Linked DNA regions of Mus musculus: region 1 is linked to region 2. The links are chromatin contacts, called in public HiChIP or PLAC-seq maps. All regions are on one chromosome and are shown on one strand. Each heading gives the region's core, a stretch centred on a gene start, on an enhancer-like site or on the middle of the called end of the contact. The rest is flanking DNA. Distances are from core to core; before and after follow the strand shown. Region 1 holds the start of Chchd10 (coiled-coil-helix-coiled-coil-helix domain containing 10). Region 2 overlaps Cabin1 (calcineurin binding protein 1).

Region 1 (4,039 bases), core at 472-2,971, 250 kb before region 2:
ATGGTTCAGTGGTTATGAGAGCTGTCTGCTCTTCCAGAGGTCCTGAGTTCAATTCCCAGCAACTACATGGTGGCTCACAACTGTCTATAATGAGATCTGATGCCCTCTTCTAGTGTGTCTGAAGGCAGCGACAATGTACCCACATACACGAAATAAATAAATACATCTTTTAAAAAAGGGGGGGCAGGGGGCTGGCGAGATGGCTCAGTGGTTAAGAGTGCCGACTGCTCTTCTGAAGGTCCCGAGTTCAAATCCCAGCAACCACATGGTGGCTCACAACCATCCATAACGAAATCTGATGCCCTCTTCTTGAGTGTCTGAAGACAGCTACAGTGTACTTACATATAATAAATAAATAAATCTTTTAAAAAAATGTGCTGTTGTAGAAAATTAAAAAAAAAAAGGGGGGGGCAGGCTTGAGCAGACCCCACTGGCTTATCTATTTGGCCTCTGCTTACCTTGTATCCAGTAGGCAAGTGGTAACATTCTTCCAGCTTCAACCCCTTCTGTGGGCCTCCGTGGCTAGCCCACCTTCCAGATCCTCTACTAAGTGTGGTAATGTGGGGTAATGGGGCAGGTTGGGGGGTAAGGGGGTGGGAAGTGGAGGGTGGGGGGGGTGGGGGGTCTGGCTGATAAGCTGCAAGTTCCTCAGAAAATAGTCGTGCATCCCTGGCAACACTGAAGGCTGTTTAGGTTGCACAAATAAATGTTTTAGGGTTTGGGGGTTCTTTTGTTGAGACAGGATCTTCATATAGCCTGGCTCACTCTGTAGAGCAGGTTGGTCTCAAACCCACAGAAATCCACTTGCTTCTGTCTCCCAAATGTCAGGATTAAAGGCATGCATCCAATGAAGAGTTTATTTTTAAAATGCTATGCATGGTGGTGCATGCCTTTAATAGAGGCAGATCTCTGAGTTCAAGGCCAGCCTACTCTACAGAGTCCCAGGATTGCCAGGGCTACACAGAGAAACCCACTCTTGGGGGTGGAGGGTAGGACTATGAATGCCTCATCCATTTTATGATTCTTTGACCAACACTGCTGAGATGAGTCTGAACCAGACCTGGAAATTCTAGCTATGATGATACATGCTTGCAGTCCTATCAGTCAGAATAGGCAAAGACAGGAATCTTGAGTTGGAGGCCTGCCTGGGCTACATGTACACATACTAGACTCTGTCAAAAAAAAGAGAGAGAGAGAGAGAGAGAGAGAGAGAGAGAGAGAGAGAGAGAGACTCTGTCATAAAAAAAAGAAAAGAGGGGTGGGTGGGAAGGGAGGAAGGACGACGGGAAGGAATGGCAGCCTTTAAAAGGTGAGGCTTTTTAAAAGATTGCAGATGGCCAAGTAAAACTTACCACTCTCTGCCCCTACTTTGCAGCAGCTCAGGGCCCCACTGGCCCACCAGAATTCAGAAGAGAGCTGAAGGCCTGGTGGAAGAGGCCTGCAGTGCCTTGTAGAGCCATTGTCATCCAAGAGGGAACACTGCACAGTTGGACACTCGCTGCAGAGATTAGAGTAGTTGAACTGTTTTCAGCACGTAGACCTCCCTCTCAGATGTGATTCTGTCCCTGTCTCAGATGGCTGAGCCTGACTGGTCAGGAAAAGCCTGTTGGCTAGTGTGCCCCCCGGCCAGGGAACAACCTGAGATTCCAGTGTCCAACTCAAACATCCCTGACCCTTTCCTCCCAGCCAACTGACCCAGTTGCCTGCTAGTAGAGAAAAAATCTGGTCCCTCCCTCCAAGATCCTCGCTGACTGCCTCTGGTCTGAAATTGTTAAGTGTGCGCATTTGCATCAGCCATTTGCATCAGCGTGTGCCAAGTGTCAGTAGAGGTCAGAAGAAGGCATCAGTTCCTAGATGGCCACCCTGTGGGTGCTAGGAACGGGAGCCAGGTTTCTCTGCAGGAGCAACAAGTGCTCCTAACCACTGATCCATCTTTCCAGACCCGTCTCTGTTTTGTTTTAAGGTGTGGGGACTGGCCAACTTCCGCCATATGCCTCAGTTTCCCCTGAGGTCACATTTCAATAGTCCGCTCCTTGCAAGAGCTATTGTACCACTTTCCTGTTAGCTAGGGCTGTTTAGATTGGGGATCTGACCACCTGCCACAGGCTAAAACAAGTCAAGCCACCATGGAGAGACCTGGCGAAGGATGAGACTTCTGAAGTGGGGCTGGAGAGCAGAATTGAGCTCTCCCCGGCTCTCACTAGTTCTAAGGGACCCAGCCCCTCCGGGCACTCCTCCCTAACTCAGACCGCTGCTGCAGGCCGGTTGAGTTTAGAACAAAAGGCAGGGGGAGGCGGGGCGGTGGGGGGTGCGGTCCCGGCGCCGGCGGGGGCGGGGCGAATGCTATAAGGGGCGGCGGCCCGGCCTGGCCCAGCAGGCCCAGCAGCCCCGGGGCGGATGGCACGGGCCGCCTGTCTCCTCCGCGCGATTTCGCGCGTCCTCCTGCTCCCGCTGCCTCTGCTGCTCCTGTTGCTGCTGCTCCTGCCGTCGCCGCTGATGGCCCGGGCCAGGCCACCGGTGAGTGCCCGCCACTCCTCCCCGAGGGAGGGCTGGGCACGCGGGCTGGGCCCACTGGCTGAGCTTGACCCACCAAGCGAGCTCCCTGGCTACCCTAGTGCAGTCTGTCCCCGAAATGCCTTCTGGGTCTCTCTGAGCGTACTATAATGAGCTTCCCGTGGTTGGCAGTGTGCAAGTGGAGCTGGTGAGACGCGTCTCTGCGCTGAACTCAGTTTGGAGACCGGCTTCTCCAGCCCCCAGCTAGGGATGCTGGAGTGTGTGTTGATAGAGGTAGCAGAGGGAGTGGATGCCAAGGCCCCTTGTTCATCACTGGAATGAAGCAAAGCAAGTCTGGGGGGAGGGGGGAGCAAAAAGGGGCAGCCTCCGGGTGTGTGGTTCCAGTAAGCACCCCTGCAAGGTGTGTACCGTGGATGGAGAATAAAGGAAGAGCTAGGAAGGAGAAAATGGGGCCCAAGTTGAGAGAGGTGCCCCAGCTTGCAGGAGACAAGTCTGGGAGTCCTGGTAGCCGACAGAAAATGCACCTGAGAGAGATAGTGTGTGCGAGCATCAGGTGCAGTCAGAATAGAAGGGAGCACCGGGGGAACAAAAGCATAAAGAAGAAGAGAAAGGAAAGGGGGTGCAAAGAGGCAAAGGGGAAGAAGAGAGATTGAGGGTTTCCCAGCCTGTGTGTCCCAATGGCTGCATCCTTCTTCCAGCTTGGTCTCTGAGGCACCTGTCAGAGTAGAGACTAAGCTGTGCTGGGGCTGGAGCTGGAACCACTACAGATCTACAATGCCCACGGGGTACCGTGCCCTCAGTAGCCAGCTAAGGCAGCCGGCCAGCTCAAGGAATGATGGATGGGAGGAAGGTATGATAGGCAGGTGTCCCAGGACAGGTCCAGCCATACCAATCCATCTGCCAGTTTTGCTGCACACTGGAAGAGAAAGGGTTTGGAAAGGGGAGTGGGTATTGTGGATCAGGACCTCCTCAAGCAAAACATGGAGTTCCCTGTTCTAGAACTCGGAGCGGAGCGCAGTCGTTAATCCCCTCCCTCCCCCCATCCGTACCCCCACCCACTCCCACCCCCGCAGAAGCCAGCGATAGAACTCATGCCTTCGAGAATTGCACTTCTCCTGACTTCTTACTAAGGGGGCAAAGCAGGAAAGAGCACCGGTACCTCCTGTTGGGCATTTAGGATAAAAGACGAGGCAAACCACACCAATGCTTGCTTGTACAGGGCTTGGGGGGGCAAGCCTGGGGTGGGATCCGAGCCGAGGATCTGTCACACTTTAGATGCGCAGAAAGGGTTGGTCACCTCTAACGCTTTTATCCCTAGACTGCCATCGGCGGGGCCAAAAGAGCTCGGTAAATATTTATTCACCCCAGCCCCCAGCTTGTGAAAAATCCACCACCTAGCAGCCAGGGAAGCTGCCCTTCCTTCTGGAGCTAGTAGGGATGGGTGGGAAGGGGTTAGGCAGAAGCACAAGGGTGGTCTGTGTATCAGTTGCGTGTATGGTTTGGGCTGTTTCCTTATCTCCTGCTC
Region 2 (4,092 bases), core at 1,372-3,871:
TGTTTATTCTGGGCACGTGAGGAGCCTGCTTCCCTCCCTCCAGTTTCTGCTTCTTCCTGCCATTGCACCTCAGACTGTTGAGTTGGCCGAGGCCCAGTGCCTTCCATTTCCTGAAAGCCCCAGATCCACTTGTCTTTCATCCTCCTCACAGACAGCTGTCTCTTGCTGGTTCTGGGAGCTTGGTCAAGCTCTGGAACTTTTCCTTGGCCTCAGTTTTCTTGTTGCAAAGTGGGAGTTTTGTAGCTCAGAAGGAATTAGGGTGCAGTGCTCACCCTGCCGACGTGGTCACCTACTCTCACCTTGAAAGTACCACATTAGAACTGCAGGAAAGAAAGAAAGAGGCCCACCAAGAGGCCACCCATCTCCAGCCCTCCCTGGGGTGGCACCAGCCAAATCTCCTGACAGTTTCCTGAGCCTTTTGAGCTCCCATCTGGGCCTCAGGTGTAATTAGCTGGGAGCCCCCGGGAGCCTCTATCCTTTTGTGCTTCGCCATCAGTCAGTGAGTTCATGCCTGTCTTTGGCAATCTGAACAACTGGAGAATGTGCTCTACACAGAGCGCAGAGCCCCGTCCAAGCTGAGTTTAGCAGGCAGTGTTTTCTGAATTCTTCCCAGGCATTGGGAAACTTCTCCTGCTGCCCCTTTGTGAGTCAGGAAGGAGTTCGGATGGATCCTCATCTAACAGCCTAGCAAGGCAGCCACCTCCCCCCATCCCCCTTGTACCAGCACTGCTCTCTCCCTTCCCCAGCTAAAAAGGAGGTCTTTTCACCTTGGTTTTCTTTTTCTTTCTTTTTTGTTTTTGGCTTTTTTGAGACAGGGTTTCTCTGTATAGCCCTGGCTGTCCTGGAACTCACTTTGTAGACCAGGCTGGCCTCGAACTCAGAAATCCGCCTGCCTCTGCCTCCGAGTGCTGGGGTTAAAGGCGTGCGCCACCACGCCCGCTCGGCTTCCCCATGGTTTTCTTAAGGAGGTGGTGGCCACTGTGAAGATGCTTCTTGAGCCCTGGTCTATCTCCTTCCCACCTCAGGTCATCAGGACACTGCCGACAAGTCCCTTAGTGTCACAGTGCTGTGGTAACCTTTTCCAGGCCTGTGCAGCACTGAGCTGGTCCATGTCCTGGGTTTCCTGGGGTTTGACTCACCTCAGGGGGAGTCTACTCAGGCCAGGCAGAGTGCTTCACAGGGGACCACACCTCGCTCTTGTGTGAACAAGCTGGACTCTTACCATAGTCCATTCATGGTGCAAGCCATAGCCCAGGTGTCAGCTTTGTGCCCAGCTTCCGGAAGTCAGGGGGAGTACAGGAGGAATTAGAATTACAGGTAGGGGTTTGAATATGGTTCAGGATTAGAATTCCAGGCTTGTATGACCAAGGTCCTGGGTTTGACTCCCAGCCCTGCAAAAATAAATTACTGATTTAAATAAATTTTTAAAAAATCTCCAGGAATGGTAGTGCATGCCTGTAGTGCCGGTGCTTGCTCAGCAAGTATCAGCAAGAAGACCAAGACGTTGGGCCACCCTGGGTAACTTAGTGAGTTTCTCAAAATTAAGGAGGAAAAAAAACGTCTAGGCTACAGCTCGGTGGGAGAGAAAGGGCTGCACCGTAGGCTGTGCTTCAGTGGCAGCATGCTTACCTGCTGTGTGCAAGCCTGTGTTCAATCCCCAGTACTGCACAGAAACGAAACTCCCCGAGACCCTGCAAGTGCTCTCCTGTCTTATGCTCTGTGTCGTGCTCTGTGAATGTCTGACTATGACTGGTTGGACCAGGCATGGGGACTATCCACCTGGCCTAAGCATCTCCCCAAGAAGAGCCTGACTGAGTTGTCACTAAGACCCAGGCTTCATGACTGAGCATTGCTGTGTGTGCCTCGAGCTTCATTCCTAGGCTCCTGCACCCCTAACAGCTTTGATGGGCAAGCTAGGCTACTCTTGGTTTTTATTCCTTCCCTTTAACTGTGCAGAGCCTATCCTGTCTCTGCTCTGCTCTGTTTCTTTGTGGCTACCCCTTCCTCTTCAAGCCTGAGGTAATGGCAGCAGAGGTGGGGGTATCGAGGGGCAGTAGGAGCTCAGGAAGGGTGAAGGACCCTTGGACCCGAAGGTGCCTTCCCACTCCCTGTACCTTTCAGGAGGCTACAAGTAGCAACAAGATGCTCCACTGCCAAGAGAGCCTGGGCCCCACTGTGACTAAAGCCCAGTCCCTGAGGCAGCTCTACCACAGTGTATAGGAAGTAAGGATTCCTGGTAAATGAGTAGGGTTTGTTTGCATACAGGGCCAATAGGGGTTCCCAGTAAATGCGGGCACTGAGTCTGCACAGCAGTTTTTTAGGGTTGGGCAAGGTGAGAGGTCTCTATGCCCACTGCCTTATGTAATCTGAGGCCACATTCCTAAGTCAGCTTTGGTGAACAACAACAAAAATCATTTCCAAAAACGCATCCCACAGCGCAGTGCTCAGAGCTCTTGTCCAAAGCCTCCTGGAACAGTAGGATCAATGTCTGCACAGCTATTGTTCACCACAATTTTTGCCAGTGCAGCCATGAAGAAGGGACCACCTGCCTTCCCATGGGCACCCTGAGCAGCCCACACACTCACTTCCAACCTACTTCTTGTTTCCCCAGAACCTCCAGTGGGCCCGTGATGTGTTGCTAGGCAGCAGTATCCCATGGCAACAGCTGCAGCACATGCCGGCACAGGGGCTCTTCTGCGAGAGGAACAAGACCAATTTCTTCAACGTGAGTACTTTGCCCTGTTGATTTCCGAGGCTGCTTGCTGCCACTGCGTCTCACTAGAGACACACCCTGGTCAGGTGTTTGCATCACCCTCAGAGGGCAGACTGACAAGAGAATCAAAACTGATAAGGGGCTGTGATTACTGAGTGACTTGTAGCGAGTCACTACTTCCTCTGGCATTAGGGAGAGGCATGGATGAGCTCTGTGTGTCCTCTAGAGCCCTGGGTGTTCAGGGGCATAATGGGCAAGCAGAGGGCTTGAGGCTAAAGCTCTGGAACAGGCCATGTCCTCCCTCATGTGATCTTGGGCACCAAGAAGCTTCTCACTAAGGCTAACTCTCCTGCTCGAGAACTAAGTTTTCCCAAAGCTGGGCCTTCAGTGCCCTTCCAACTAGCCTTGCCATTCCACTAACGGGAGAGCAGCATTCGTGATTGAGATGTCACTCAACTTCTAGGGCTGCTCCTGTTTGCCTCCTCAGCAGCAGCCAGCCCAGCCTTTCCACACGCATTCTGCCCTACCCACGACCATCTCTCCTCTTTAACCCCAGTCTAGTTCTCCATCCTCTCTCTGCACCCCTGAGCCTGGCTGGTCCCACCTGGGTAGCCTTGGCATGTCACATGACCCTCTTAGCTTTGGTTTCTTTTTATCCTGATTTCTTGATATTCAGAGAGAAATGTAAGGACAAGGTTTGCCTTCGAAGGTACTGTCTGGCAGGAGGGCTATGGTAGAGCCATCTCCTTAAGGTGTAGATCTGTCAGGGCCTTCACTGAGAGCTAGCCAAGGGGTAAGAGTGCCCAATTCCATGGCTTGTCCTTTCTCCCAGCCTGTAAGTTTGGGGTCTGTACCTCAACTAAAATTCCTGTCTGGGGCACTCAAATCTAGAACGCAGTACTTTCCTGTGCTCTGAATATTGTTTATAGGCAGGCCGTAGATGTCATTGCTAATCAGACTTCATGGTACTAACAAATTTGCTGTGAAAAAGCACCCGCAAACCTCTGTGCCCAGCCCATAGCCCTGCTGCACACCATGGGTGGGTCTTTGTTCCGTGTATGTCCTTCCAGAAGGCCTTTCATAAGCCAGTGTGCATATCTATACATGAGGTATAGAAGCACATACAATCCTACAATTCTACCCCTAGGCATGCGCCCCCCCCTAAATTTGTTTTCTCTCTAATAGCATCTCTGTATTTTAATATTCTTCCTATTTATCATTTATTGTAGTACTGATGATCAAAGCCAAGGCCTCACTCAGGCTAAGCTAGGGTTGTGCCTGGGAAGGAGTCTTGCTGTACAGCCGAGACTGGCCTCTAACTTGCAGTCCTGCTGCCTCAGCCCATGCCTTCTGGGTTGATATTTTCTTGAGTCAGGGCC

The links. HiChIP or PLAC-seq counts read pairs in DNA pulled down with a chosen protein or histone mark.
Region 1: a contact with region 2 is called in an H3K4me3 HiChIP or PLAC-seq map of stem cell-derived neural progenitor cells, with 22 read pairs. The contact joins the promoter of Chchd10 here to the enhancer-like site in region 2. A contact is called at or near these places in 3 of 39 promoter capture datasets (the C10 cell line and epiblast stem cells), 7 of 115 datasets of contacts at active chromatin or transcription factors (bone marrow-derived macrophages, double positive thymocytes, embryonic stem cells and 2 more) and 3 of 9 other capture datasets (adipose tissue, liver and pancreatic islet).

Annotation. Positions count from the first base shown.
Region 1 is chr10:75,930,812-75,934,850 of GRCm38.p6, reverse strand. Chchd10 (coiled-coil-helix-coiled-coil-helix domain containing 10) reads right to left here and starts at 1,721. Exons shown (of 5, transcript NM_175329.4): 1 at 1,353-1,721. Mmp11 (matrix metallopeptidase 11) reads left to right here and starts at 2,349. Exons shown (of 8, transcript NM_008606.3): 1 at 2,349-2,517. The coding sequence starts at 2,398.
Region 2 is chr10:75,682,925-75,687,016 of GRCm38.p6, reverse strand. It overlaps Cabin1 (calcineurin binding protein 1), which reads left to right. Exons shown (of 37, transcript NM_172549.3): 29 at 2,612-2,725. Among named protein-coding and RNA genes, the nearest start is that of Gm40696, 12 kb to the left of the region's middle. Within about 2 kb of position 2,621, at least 58 of the 459 cell types and tissues checked have an H3K27ac peak or open chromatin away from gene starts, as enhancers often do. A contact at or near this core is called in stem cell-derived neural progenitor cells, where this site is marked.